Linked DNA regions of Mus musculus: regions 1 and 2 are each linked to region 3. Evidence: chromatin contacts called from public Micro-C and promoter capture Hi-C data. All regions are on one chromosome and are shown on one strand. The core of a region is the stretch at or near the end of the contact, and the rest is flanking DNA. Distances in the headings are between cores, read along the strand shown.

Region 1 (4,365 bases), core at 113-2,612, 220 kb after region 3:
GTTCAAATCCCAGCAACCACATGGTGGCTCACAACCATCCGTAACGAAATCTGATGCCGTTTTCTGGAGTGTCTGAAGACAGCTATAGTGTATAGTGTATAGACAAATATTTTTAAACAAAGATAAGGCAAGCAGAGTATGGCACACATGCCTTTGATCCCAGCACTCCAGAGCCAGAGGCAGGTGGATCTCTGAGTTCAGACCAGCCTGGTCTACAGATGGAGTTGCAGGCCAGTCAGAACTGACTACATAGAGAAACTTTGTATCAAAAACAACAATAAATAAATAAAACCCAGATAAGGTCATTGGCCCACCAGTCTAACATGAAGCACTGGCTGCTCTTCCAGAGGACCCAGGCCACATGGTGACTCACAACTGTTTTTAACCCCAGTTCTAGTAGCTTCATTGTCCCCTTCTGGTCTCCATAGGGCATCAGGGACACACATAGTAAACAGACCTACATGCAGCAAAACACCCATACACATAATATATTTAAAAGAAATTAATTAGTTAAAATTTAAGTTTTTAAAAAATGACATTTTATGCCTGTGGGAGATGGGATACGTGGCCCCATTAAGTTTGTTCAAAGCTAGGTTAAGGCAAAGGTGTTTTCTAGATTCTTTGTTTAAAATGTTGGGATTCAAAGTCCTTTGTTTTAAATCTGTTTCTTGCCCCAGGAGAGCAACATCGTTTCTCTTGGATTTTATCTCAAAGGCCCTTGAAATAAGCCAGAGGAAATATCAGGGCAGGGGAAGAAAGCAAAGAAAAATTGTTTCCTAGTAGTACCCACCACAAATTCATCACTCATCCCAAACTTCTGGGAATAGAGGTTATTCAGGTCCTGGGTCATCTTGACTGACCGGCAGCAAGAGATGATGAGTAGGCAATAACCCACACATGGTGACTAGACTTTGACTCCTGGCAGAGGCCCAAGTGGCAGAACAGGATCTGTAACAGTCTCCAGTCTAAAAGCCTCAGTAGGGAGTTGCTAAGGCTTCTGGGACCACCATGGGCTGTGATTTAAACCACCTTTCCCAATAAAGGCATATGAGACATTGAAACAAAATTTCTTTACCTGTTACAAAGCACAAAAAAAAAAAAAAAAAAAAAAATCTGATGCTTATCAGGCCAAGCCTAAGTGAAGGCAGAGATTGCTGGATTCTAAGCCCTTCTGCCCTGGAGGTGTTAACAGAACTTGGCACATCTGAGCTTCAATTTTCACAACCTCCTGGAGCATCTAGGCAAAAGATAGTGATGGCTAGGGACCACCCAAGGTGAGAAACTTAACACAGGCGTCACCCAGAGGCTGCTCCACCCTCCACTCAGGGAATTGAAGGGAAAAAAAGCCACAACCAAACATCCCTGGAGGTGTGGCTTCAGTTCAAAGCATTCCAGGTGGAGAGTGGCCTCAGGTGGCAGAGGTAAGGTAAGTGTAGATGCTTTCCTAAGAATGCTGCCCGGTTCCAACCCTCTACCAACTCCCATCTTATGAAAAATCTTCTAAATATAACTCGTGATACAATGATTGCAAAATACAGTACTTGGGACTGGGGACACGGTGTGGTGGCTGAAGCATTTACCACACTAGTGAGAGGACCAGAGTTTAGGTCCCCAGAACCCACATAAATCCAGAGGGTCTATAAGAGTGCCTGTAATCCTGGCCTCAGAAGGCAGAGACGGGAATCATCTAAGTGGCTGACAAGTAGACCATCCACATTTGTGAGTTCTGGGTTTGACTGAGAGACCCTACTTCAAAGACCAATCAAAAATTCTCACTATCAACCCTGGGTCCCTGTAAACACACACTTGAACACGAATACATATATATGTATTGAGGTTTGGTCTATTGCTATGTATTGTAATGCTAAATTCTATACTGGAAGGTCTGGGCTTACAAGCTTTTGTTGTGCAAACTTTGTTCTTTGATTTAAAACTATTGGTTAAACTGGGCGTGGTGGTGCACGCCTTTAATCCCAGCAAATCGGGAGGCAGAGACAGGCAGATTTCTGAGTTCGAGGCCAGCCTGGTCTACAAAGTGCGTTCCAGGACAGCCAGGGCTACACAGAGAAACCCTGTCTCGAAAAAACCATATAAATAAATAAATAAATAAATAAATAAATAAATAAATAAATAAATAAATAAATCTTTTGGTTAAATAAAATTGGCTACAGTCAATTACTAGAGAGATTAGAGATAGGGGGTTTGGAGTGACCTGGTTGGACAAGGTGGGGCGAGAAAGAAGAATGGGAGGAAAGAGGACGCTGCCGTGAGGGGAGATGGATGAAGAGCACATGGCCAGGAGAAACAGCAAGTACTTGGGGTACACCTCTGGGGAAGTAACCAGGCCAGCAGTTAGAAGAGCAGATTAGGGGTTACCCCCTAGGAATTGTCAAAGACAAATAAAATAACCACAGTCTGAGTCTCATCACTTGTGAGCTAGTCAGGGACAAGCTTAAATTGGCTGTTCTACACATACCACACACATACACATAAAGAGGGAAAAAAGCACCCAAGGAAAATGATGGGTGGGAAGCCCTGCAAAGGATGAGCCCTACCTGCAAGGCAGGTAGGCATGCAACATAGTCACTGGCAGTGATAGAAAAGCATCCTCTAGCCCAGGGATTCTCAGTCTCCTTAATGCTGCAACCTTTTAATACAGTTCTTCATGTTGTGATGACCCCAACCATAAAGTTACTCTGTTGCTACTTTATAATGATAGTTTTGCTACTGTTATGAATCATAATGTAAATACCTGTGTTTTCCAATTGTCTTAGGAAACACCTATAAAAGGATCTTTTGACTCCCAGGTTAAGAACAGCTGCTAGCTGCTAAGGTTGGCCCAGAAGAGAAGGTGTGGAGGAGCTAGACCAATCACAGCCAAGCAGCATTGCCCTGTCTCTCCTGTGTTAACAGTTTTAGAGAAGAGAAAATCACAGGCTGCCTGTAAGGGTTCCCAAATGGTAAATGGAATCAGAGACAATATTGTCGCGACATTAAAAAATAAGTTTCAAAAACTAAACCAAACAGACAAAAACAAAGTTAAGCTAAAAAAAAAAATAGAGTCAATAACTGGGTAGAACAGAATATTCTTAGCAAGCATGAAGCTCTGGGTCCAAACCCCAGCACCCACTAACAGTAACAACAGTTAGATATAAACAATGAAGGAACTGAGTAGAACTGGTTGTGGTCCAGGGGACAACACAGGACCCAGAATAGAAACAAAAGACATTTGTTTAGGCTCAGGAGGCAGCTCAGTTGGTGCAATGCTTGCCTAGCAACACAGAGCTCTAAGTTGGGCTCAGCCCTAAATACAGCAGGTGTGGTGGTATACACCCGTAACTCCATCACTTAGGCAGGAAGGTAAAAAGTTCACAGTCATCCTCGTCAGCATAGATGACTTCAAACCGACCTTGGAAAATAAAAATGGCTGGAGAAACAGCTCACTCCTGACTCCTGGGTTTGATTTCTCAGATCTAGCCCTGGCCGTATGGTCTCCAGTCACCTCTGTCACAAAAGCAAGGTAGTCCTTGCTCTTCACTCCCTGGACCAAGATGAATGGGATCTTCAATGTGGCTCACAGTGCTGGCCCCAACTCCTTTCCTGTTCTTCCTTCCTGAATCACACGTCCTACGACCCTACCTCCAGACAAGTGAGGACACCTGAAAATGCTGTTCTCCCAACCAGTAGGACCCACAGCAGCTTCAGGGTGACAGCAGCTGTGGTTAATCTCTCCACCCTCTTGCTTATCTTGGTTCATGTGGTTGCTTGAATCCGAATATGATCCCCATAGGGTCCAGAATCTGGCCCTTCGTTGGCAGTGCTGTGTTGGAAGGCTGCGGGACCTTGAGGAGGTTAAGCCTGGCTGGAGGAGGTGGTCGTGGAGGGATCAGCTATGGCTTGACGGTGGGATTCTCTCTAGCTGCTGGTTAAAATAAAGCCTTCCTCCTGTAAGTTGAGCCTTGCCAGGCATCTGGCCATAGCGAATGAGAGAAATGGATGAAGTAGTACTGTGATCCTGTCATACGAATGCCTTTTGAACCCTGGGAAATCTGGCAACTGAGAGAGTTCACATTGATGTCTCTTACATCATAGCTGGTCTGGGAATCAGAGGATCAGGAGTAAAGAAATTGTCCAATGTGGGAACAAGAGTTTTTTCAGAAAATGGCACAAGCTCTGAAAGAAATGGAATCGTGATGTAGGAGAGAACCCAGCGCCTCCTGGGATACCCAGGAAAAAAGTGGTTTTTTTAAGAGTCTGTGAGCTGAGACCTGAATGACAAGTAGTGGCTGCCATGTGAATTTGGGACAGGAGTGTTCCAGGTAAAATAATAAGCAGATACAAAGGCCCTAAGGTGAAAATGTGCAG
Region 2 (4,340 bases), core at 1,003-3,502, 150 kb after region 3:
TCTTTATTAGCCGTCCTGCATAGAACTGCTGGTAGAATATTAATTACAAGTACTGAGAGCAGCCACTCTCTTCTTGTTGTTGATCTCAGTGGGGTTGAGTGTGATGTCAATTGTGGGCTCTTCACAGGTGTCTCCCTTCAGTTGGGGGATGTCTCTTCTACTCCTTGCTCATGGGGTCTTTCCGTCACAGTGGTAAGAGTCAGAGTTTGTCAATGCGTGCTTTTCATCTGCTCTATGATCATTTTAATTCTGTTTCAATGTTTTCATTAATAATCTGATGTTAAACCCACTCTACATCCTGGGAATGCATCTCACTTAACAAGTATGACGTCATGCAGGACTGGATTTGGTATGGTTAGCTTTCTAAAAGGCTGTTTGTGTCTGGTTTATAAAGACATTGATCTGTATTTTTCCTTTCTTTTGATGTCTTTATTTTGTTTTAGCATCTGGTTAACACTGGTTTTATGAAGCGGTTGGGGAACTTTTCCTCTTCTATGTCTTGGGGAGGTTCTTGTGAAGAACGATTATTTATTCTTCTTTAAATGGTTGTTAAGACTCAATGATGAGCCCTCCCGACTTGGGATTTTCTTTGTGAGCAACTTTGTTAGTAATTCAATTTTCCCTTTTGTTAGAGGTTTATTCACATTGTCTATTTTTAATCAGTTACATTATTGTCTTTCAAAAGACTTACTCATTTCATCTGTTATTTTGTATTTGGACTACATCAGTTACAGTATTCTTTATAATAATATATCTTATTAGCATAAATTGGATGGTTGACTGCCCTCTTTCATTTATTATTTTAATATTTAGAGGTCTTCTCTTTTATCTAGGTTAATCTAGGTACAGCTTTTCTTTATTTTCTTAAAGAACCAGCTTTGGTTTCTTTTGGTGATTTTTCTTTATTATCTTCCAATAATTTCTGCACTGTTCAGAATTATTTCCTTCCTCTCGATTGTTCTTTTTCTAATGTAATATCATTTACATAGCACAAGCTGACTTAAAACTTGCAATCCTCCTGCCTTAACCCCCACAGCACCGGGGCTGTAGTTACACACCACCACACCGACCCTTTTGTCTTCTGTGATTTAAACATTTTAGCTACCATGTTCCTCTGAGCACCACTGTGACTGCATCTCATGAGGAGCATTACGATTCCATTTTCTGTTATCTACAACTCTTTTCTGATTTCACTTCTGTTGTTTCAGTTTAATTTGTTTTGTGGTATTTGACGTGGAAGCCAAGGCTTGCTACATGCTAGGCACCCAGCCTACCACTGAGCTACACCCCAGCAGCACTGATTTCCTTTGAATTCGGACTCTCTAGTCATTTAGGGGTGTTTGCCTAATTTATACTCATTTATGAGTTTTCCAAATTCTTGTTTGTTCTTGGCTTCTATTTTCATTGAATTGTTGTCAGAGAACATACTTTGTTACTTTGTATTGTGTCTGAGATTTGTTTTAGCATTTAACGTGAGATTTGTCATGGAAAGTATGCCTGGAAAGAATATGTATATATGTATATTGTGTTATGATGTGTTATTTTGAGCTGTTCTATGGGCTATGAGGTCAATGTTTTTTCTTTTAAAACTATTTTTTTAATTTTATGTATGTGAGAGTTTGCCTACACATATGTGTGTGCACTGTGTTCTTGCAGTGCACATATTGGCCAGAAGAAGACACCAAGCCTCCTGGAACTGGAGTTAGAAGTGTTTGTGAGCCAACAGATGAGTGCTGAGAACCAAACCCAGGTTTTCTACAGAAGCAGCCGTGCTCTTCATCTCTGGGTCATCCATACGACCCCTTATTTAGCTGTTTTAAGTGGTTGCCATAGAGTTTACTGCACACATTTCAAGAGAATTGAGTTCTAGTTTGTATCGTTTACAGTAAGCACTGTTCCAGAAATGAACAAATGCATCCCTGTATAGTTAGTTACATTGCACTCCCCTTTTTTATTGATGCTATTTTAGACATTTTAGATCATTAATATATAAAAAAAATTAACCTTACCTTAGTCACTGTCCAATTGCTGTGAAGAGGGACCACAACCAAACCAACTCTTATTTTTTCAAAAAGCACTTAACTGGGCACTTGCTTACAGTTTCAGAGGTTTAGTCCATTATGATCATGGCAGGCATGGCGCTTGAGAAGTAATTGAGAGCTACATCCTGATCCACAGACTGAGGGAGACACTGGCCTTGGCCTGGGCTTTTGAACCCTTAAAGCCCACCCCCAGTGACAAGCTTCCACCAACAAGGTCACCTTTTAATCCTTTCATTAGTGCCACTCCCCGGTGACTAAGCATTCACAGATGTGAGCCTAGGGGAGCGTTCTTATTTAAATCACAACAACCCTGTTATTGTCTTACCAGACACCTTTATAGTCTAATAGAGCTTTGCTCTCTCTACCACCTTTGTGTTATTGCTGCCAAATAGATCAAATATACCACATGTATCTGACATCTTTATGTGCTGCAGATCCCCAAATACATTACGACCATATTATATCGGGAAAGTTGTTTAAATCAGACAAGACAAAAAGAGGCAGAAAAAATGGGCATTTGCTCCATCCTTTATAATCACACAAGTACCTTTGCTGTTTGTTGTACGTGAATTCAAGTTATTGTGGGAGTCATGTGCTCTCAGCCACAAGAGTTCCTTTTAGTATTTCCTGTAAGGACGGTTAGCCAACATCAAATTCTCAGACTTCCCTTACCTGGGAAAATCTTTATTTTGTTCTCATTCTGTAATAACAGCTTTGCCAAGTATCTCCTCTTGGTTTAGCTAGTCTTTTTTGTGAACCTTTTAAACGTGTTATCTACTGCTTTGCAGCCTCCATTGTTTCTCCCAAGAAGTTGGTTGTCAATCTTCCTGCGGTTTCCGTGTCTTCTTGCTTGATGCTTGTTGGTGCTTTCAATGTGTGTGTGTGTGTGTACACATATATTATATATATTTAACCTTCAGTGTTTTTGCTATGACGTGTCTGGTTGGTTGGTTTGGTTTTTTGGGGGGGTGGCTGTTTTGTTTGTTTTGTTTGTTTTCCAGTTCCACTTAGAGTATTGATTTTCTTAGTTGTACATACACGTCATGCTAGAATCTGAATTCAGTTACACTATAAGAGAGTTACATGCTTTTAAAGCCCTGAGCCATTTCTCTAGCTCCTAGAGAATGGACTTGTAAACTGCTCTGTGTGGTATTACATTGTGGCAACCTTACAATGTGTGCCAGTTGGTAGCACTGTCTGCTGGGTAGGTGGTCTGAAGGGGTTTCTATCTGATTCTGTTGCTCATTTAACAGTTTCCATTTTTTTTTCTCTTCCTTCCCTCCTCCTCTTTCTCCTCCTTCTCCTCTTGCTTTGTAACTGGGTCCAAGGAGATTCTGCATTTCTGTAAACTACTCCTTTGGCTTTTCTTTGATTTCAAGAAATTATCAGTTTCTAAAAGCTAGTTTGCACCATACACTTTAATTGCCATACCCAAAATTACAATAACCCCATCTCACTGTTTAACAAGGCAATAATTAGTCCCCAGGCTAGCAAACCCTCCAGTCCTCTATTGGATTCTCCTGTCTGTGGAGACTGGGTTGCTACCTCATTAAACAGCACAGCAGTTACTAGGGCTTCAAGGAGGAGGCCAGAAATCTGATTAGCTAACGCCTTTCCCCCTCCATGCTTGGCATATTTTTATTCTTGGGAGGAGTATATAAAACACACTGTTTGCAGCGTTTATATTTAACTAACACCTAATAATTTACTGTTTTATGTGTAAAAATCTATTGCCTCGGATCTTTTTTCAATTTCTTTCTCACATCCTTGTGTCTTTCTAAAATAAGGCTAACCCCCCATACAGTGCAATTTAAGAGCGCCCATACTGATCACATAGCCATGAGAGTAGCTCCCACCCTACCTAGTTATAGGCTATCGTAAATGCCACTGCAGCCACTTATCCATGGAGCATGTTTCAAGACCCCTGTGGATGCATCAAACCGTGGATCTTACTGACCCCCCAGTGTGGATCGTGGTTTTCCCACGTGCCCTGCAGCACAGAAACAGTTTCAGAGTCAATCTGTCCTCGGGTGTGTTTTATGTCTGGACCCCCTTTGCATCACCTTCATGTTTGGAAGCCATTATTAAGTAAAGTGAAGGTTAGTTATGTAGGCATCTGTTAAGCAAGATGGCTACTAAGTAACTGACAGGCAGGTAGCATACATACATGGATACATTGAACAAAGGGGTGATTCACACCCCGGGCAGGACCAAGTTGGATGGTGCAAGATTTCATTATGCTGCTCAAAATAGCATGCAATTTCAAGCTTATGGCTTGTGGATTTCTGGAATTTTCCA
Region 3 (4,350 bases), core at 1,095-3,594:
GACCTTTCGTTTGAGACACAGCCCCATATATCTCAGGCTGCCCTCACACTTGCTATGTGGCTGAGGATGACTTTAAACTTTGATCCTTATGCCTCTATATCCCATGTGTTTGTCACCACTCTGTTTATGTGACTCTGGGGATTGAACACAAGGTTTTCATGCAGGGTAGACAAGTACTCTATCTACCAACAGCACCAACCCTTGATTTGTAAATGTTAACATTTAATTTACTTATTGGCAAAGGATATAGATCTACTTCATTTCTTTTCTCTTACTATTACTTAACATCTTCTTCCATCTACCTTATATCTAACAATATATCAAGAAAGGCTACAACCCAAACTCACCTAACACTCTTATGTTTTCATACCTATTGTTTTTCATGAGATTTTTGATAAATCCTTTTTTTTTTTTTGGCATTTTCGAGACAGGGTTTCTCTGTATAGCCCTGGCTGTTGTCCTGGAACTCAATTTGTAGATTAGGCTGGCCTCGAACTCAATAAATCCATTATTTTAAAGATTTATCACATAATATATATTTGCCTTTTATGTTGTGAACATAAGTAGAAACCAATTTTAATAAAGTATTGCAGGGTTAATTATATTAAAAGTCTCTTTGGCATCCAAGTAAAATTCTTTTGAAATGCTTATCATGACTGTTATTGGGTGCTAGATGTTGAGCCTAGGGTCTCATGCATATCAAACATGCTATACTACAGTTATATTTTTGTAGTCTAAATTGTCTTAATGTTTGCTGTGTTATCAATTGTCAGTGGTTTTGCATGCAATATAGTCAATCCAACAACACTTATACTGACTTCAGAAATATATCACAATTTCACCTTGAAGTAACTGGCATCCTAGTGTTGGAGGTTTACAACATCAGCATCCACACAAGAGGATGACAGGCAACCGACAAGAACAAAAGCTACCCTAAGGGCAGGATGCTTAACCTTTAAGACATGTTCATGTTATGACTGTTCCCATTTCATTAAACAGGACAATCATGGCAATGCAGTTACATAAGAGACACTCAAAGGTGAGGAGTCGTCTTGTTAGCTAGAAGGATATTCCTTTAACAAGGTGATTTCTTTCATTTCAATGTTTATTTTGGATTTATCAAATCACTTGTAGTTTCAGTAAGGCCTTACATCTTAAACCAACAGGCAAAGGCCAGCCTGGTCTACAGAATGAGTTCTAGGATAGCTAGGGCTACGCAGTGAGAAGGCCTGTCTCAAAATCCCTGCCTCCCCCCAAAATTTATTTAACTCTTTATTTTTTGCAGTTACTCCCCTTTATTCAGGCTGTTGTTACTAGCTAAATCAATATTCCTAAATGTTTCTCTTTATAAAGCTTTTCCTATTGCTTTGCAAACAAGTGACACTCTTAATATAGCACTCCTTTGAAAATAGTCTACTAGTCTTAGTAGTATCTGCAAAGAATGGAGATCTCTTTGTTGAATAGGCATATAGTATATACAAATAAGATCCTCCAGTAGGCAGGATAATGATCCCCAAGAGGAATTTGTGTCTCTAAATCCAGGAACCCATACATGTTATCTTACATGTCAAGGGGCCTTTTCTGATGTAGTTATGAGTGTACACCTGAAAATAAGATTATTCTGGTGAGCTCAAAACAAACAAACAAACAAACAAACAAACCCCCCCAAAACCCAAACCCATTGTGGAAGGCTCAGGAAATGCACTATCCTTGGCTTTGAAGAAAGAGGTCAAGCCAAGGAGTGGAGATTCTTCCACTTTCTAGGAAGGAATGCAATTTCTCTGACTTCTGGATTTTTAGCTCTACGAGACCCGTACACAGGCACAGTGGCCTAAAAAAAAAAAAAATCACAAGAATTCGACATGAAGAATACATTTGGCTTCACGAGCTTGTTCAGGAGATGTTGGGACAGGCAAAATCCATTCAGCTCGTGCGCAGAACGCTGTGCTGGAGGCAGCAGGCTGCGTGGTGTGTGCTTCTCTCTCAGGGCGAGGCACAGTCGCTGCTCTTCTCAGATGGCGAAGAAAACCGAACCCCAGGGGTTGCCTTGTTTGTGCACGAGTGAGTTACGATAAAGTAGGCAAACCCAAGAAAACGCCCTCTTAAGGCTCGCCTCCTGAAGCTCCTAGACGACAAGGCCACCACAGTGTCAATGGTCTGTGCAGGGCTCACACTGTCTTTTTCCGCCCTGGGAGGATGTCACACACCTCAGGTCGTGGACTCCCTCAGCGAAGAGGGTCGAGGTCGCCGACTAATGCCAAATCTCGCGATATTTGGGACGTTCGCGAACTGCGCGAGGCTGACCTCGTCTGGAAGGGAAGCCGCTTCCGCCCGCTGAAAGGCTAGTCCATCTTCTCGCGATATCTGGAGGGAGGCGAGCGATGGAGCGCAGAGGCGCTCGTTCTCGCGGGATTTACGGGCTCTGGCGAGCGTTGGCTGGTCGCTGAGGTGACGCCGCCGCGTCAGGCCCCACATAGCGCCCCCCGCTCCGGGCGGGCGATGCCCGGCAGCCGGCCCACGTGCCGTGCTCTCCTCGCCGCCGAGAGCGGCGGGGCTGCCGGGTGCCTGCCCCTAGCCCGATGGACATCTCCGCCCCGCAGTCCCGCGCAGACTCCCGCAAAGGTATGAGCTCCGAGCTCGCGCCTCTGCGCAGGCACACGTCTTCAGGGCACTTCCGGAAGCGGCTCCCGCGTGCTTCCTGTGATTGACAGCTGCGGGTTTCGAACTCTTGCCCCGCGGGAAGTCCTCGGCTTTGCGACTCAGCCGCCTGGACGAAAGAATTTAGTGCTGTCCCTCACAGTTACTCGCCGAGCAGTGGGAACAGACTCCTCATCTGTAAAACGAGGACTATTGCTTCTTGTGACTATTAGATGAGATGAGATGCAAGTGACTCCACTTTTGACCCTTGGCGTTCAGTAAATGTCATTTTTGTCTTTGTATATGCCAGTTATTAGTCAATAGCAGGGATCTGTTAGGTAGATGATCAAAGGCCTATTTATTTAGTTTAGTTCACTTACATGGCGTATTGAAGCAGAATTTTGCCTCTAGTAGATCACCAAGAGCTTTTGAAAGTGCAGTTATCTCACAAGCCATCAGGGATGCAGACTTGCCCTCTAGCTTTTATTAATAAAATTGATTGATATAACAGATTACAAACTTTGTGTATATGTGTGCATCAGGCATGTGAAAGTCAGAGGATAGCTTGGGTGAGTCAGTTCTCCTTATGAATTCAGAGGCTGGAATCCAGGTCAGCAGTATTAGCAGCAAGTTGGCTTACAGATGGAGTCAACCTTCAAGCCCTGACAGAACAGATTTACAACTGAGTGTTCTGTGCCCAGGAATCATTGGGTAAATCTTGCTCTTCCTTTGAGGAAGATATCTCATGAAAGTAAGCAGGTGCTCAATGCTAATTTCAGGGTAAGCAACAAACCTTGAACTCGTAGGACTAAAAATTGGTCATGTCATAATTAAGGGCCCACAAATAGAAATGCCTTTATGAATCTGACTGCTAAAGGCAAATGGTGGATCTTCTAAGTGACAGTGATGGGACTGCTATGTTTGTTCCTTGATGCTATTAGAAGATTTAGTCACTTTTGGTATTTTAGGGGGAAAATTGCTGATGGGAAGAACAGATCACTCAAGAGTGTCCAAGAAGGAAGTATGTTTCCTATGTTGGAAGCAAACAAAAAAGGCACTTTGGAATTGAGAGAGGCATCCCAATCATTAGGAGCAATACCCCCAGTCCTACCTTTCAGAGAAAAGTCCTCCCTTGATCAGCAGTTCCAATCTCTGTAGTAACAGAATCATTATTCCTGACTCCAACTTTATCTATTTGGTTCTAGAAATAACCCAAACTCAGGTACAAAGGTGCCCATAAAAGATGTCCTGGTGTTTTCCACATACATACAGGTCTACCTGAAAATTTTTTCTGAAATGTGTCTCCCAATACTTCTTTTCCATAGCACTCTGTTCTCTTCTTCCAAAGCACCTTTTGCCATTATGTTTATGTCTATGAGTTTTTTAGGGGCTATCTCACTAGATCAATAATTTGTTTTCACTTAAAAATTCAGCTTATAGCCGGGCGTGGTGGCACACGACTTTAATCTCATTACTCGGAAGGCAGAGGCAGGCGGATTTCTGAGTTCGAGGCCAGCCTGGTCTACAGGGTGAGTTCAGGACAGCCAGGGCTACACTGAGAAACACTGTCTCAAAAAAACAAAACAAAACAAACAAAAAAAAATCAGCTTATGCTTGTTAACTGTCTTTTGTGTGTTAGTCTAAGATTTTTTCTTAACTAGAAGAGCTATTGTTTCAATATGTATTATTCCAATAGATAAAGAATCAGACATT

Evidence for each region. Promoter capture Hi-C pulls out the DNA fragments that hold promoters and counts their contacts. A called contact is a pair of places that touch in the nucleus more often than the background predicts.
Region 1: a contact with region 3 is called in a promoter capture Hi-C map of embryonic stem cells, with 4 times the contacts expected there. The contact joins the enhancer-like site here to the promoter of Ercc6l2 in region 3. A contact is called at or near these places in 19 of 39 promoter capture datasets (the 3T3-L1 cell line, 3T3-L1-derived adipocytes, the HPC-7 cell line and 11 more), 1 of 15 datasets of contacts at CTCF or cohesin (embryonic stem cells), 29 of 484 Hi-C or Micro-C datasets (the C2C12 cell line, the G1E-ER4 cell line, the HL-1 cell line and 15 more), 26 of 115 datasets of contacts at active chromatin or transcription factors (T-cell acute lymphoblastic leukemia, acute myeloid leukemia, cardiomyocytes and 10 more) and 5 of 9 other capture datasets (adipose tissue, embryonic stem cells, liver and 2 more).
Region 2: a contact with region 3 is called in a Micro-C map of embryonic stem cells, with 3 times the contacts expected there. The contact joins the enhancer-like site here to the promoter of Ercc6l2 in region 3. A contact is called at or near these places in 1 of 39 promoter capture datasets (macrophages), 4 of 484 Hi-C or Micro-C datasets (the N1E-115 cell line, embryonic stem cells, nephron progenitors and 1 more), 2 of 115 datasets of contacts at active chromatin or transcription factors (embryonic limb bud and embryonic stem cells) and 3 of 9 other capture datasets (adipose tissue, liver and pancreatic islet).

What each region holds. Positions count from the first base shown.
Region 1 is chr13:64,030,074-64,034,438 of GRCm38.p6, forward strand. No RefSeq gene overlaps it. Among named protein-coding and RNA genes, the nearest start is that of Gm30999, 24 kb to the right of the region's middle. Within about 2 kb of position 1,363, at least 6 of the 459 cell types and tissues checked have an H3K27ac peak or open chromatin away from gene starts, as enhancers often do. A contact at or near this core is called in embryonic stem cells and liver, where this site is marked.
Region 2 is chr13:63,966,544-63,970,883 of GRCm38.p6, forward strand. No RefSeq gene overlaps it. Among named protein-coding and RNA genes, the nearest start is that of Gm30950, 41 kb to the left of the region's middle. Within about 2 kb of position 2,253, at least 5 of the 459 cell types and tissues checked have an H3K27ac peak or open chromatin away from gene starts, as enhancers often do. A contact at or near this core is called in embryonic stem cells, where this site is marked.
Region 3 is chr13:63,812,896-63,817,245 of GRCm38.p6, forward strand. Ercc6l2 (excision repair cross-complementing rodent repair deficiency, complementation group 6 like 2) reads left to right here and starts at 2,345. Exons shown (of 19, transcript NM_001013608.3): 1 at 2,345-2,622. The coding sequence starts at 2,580.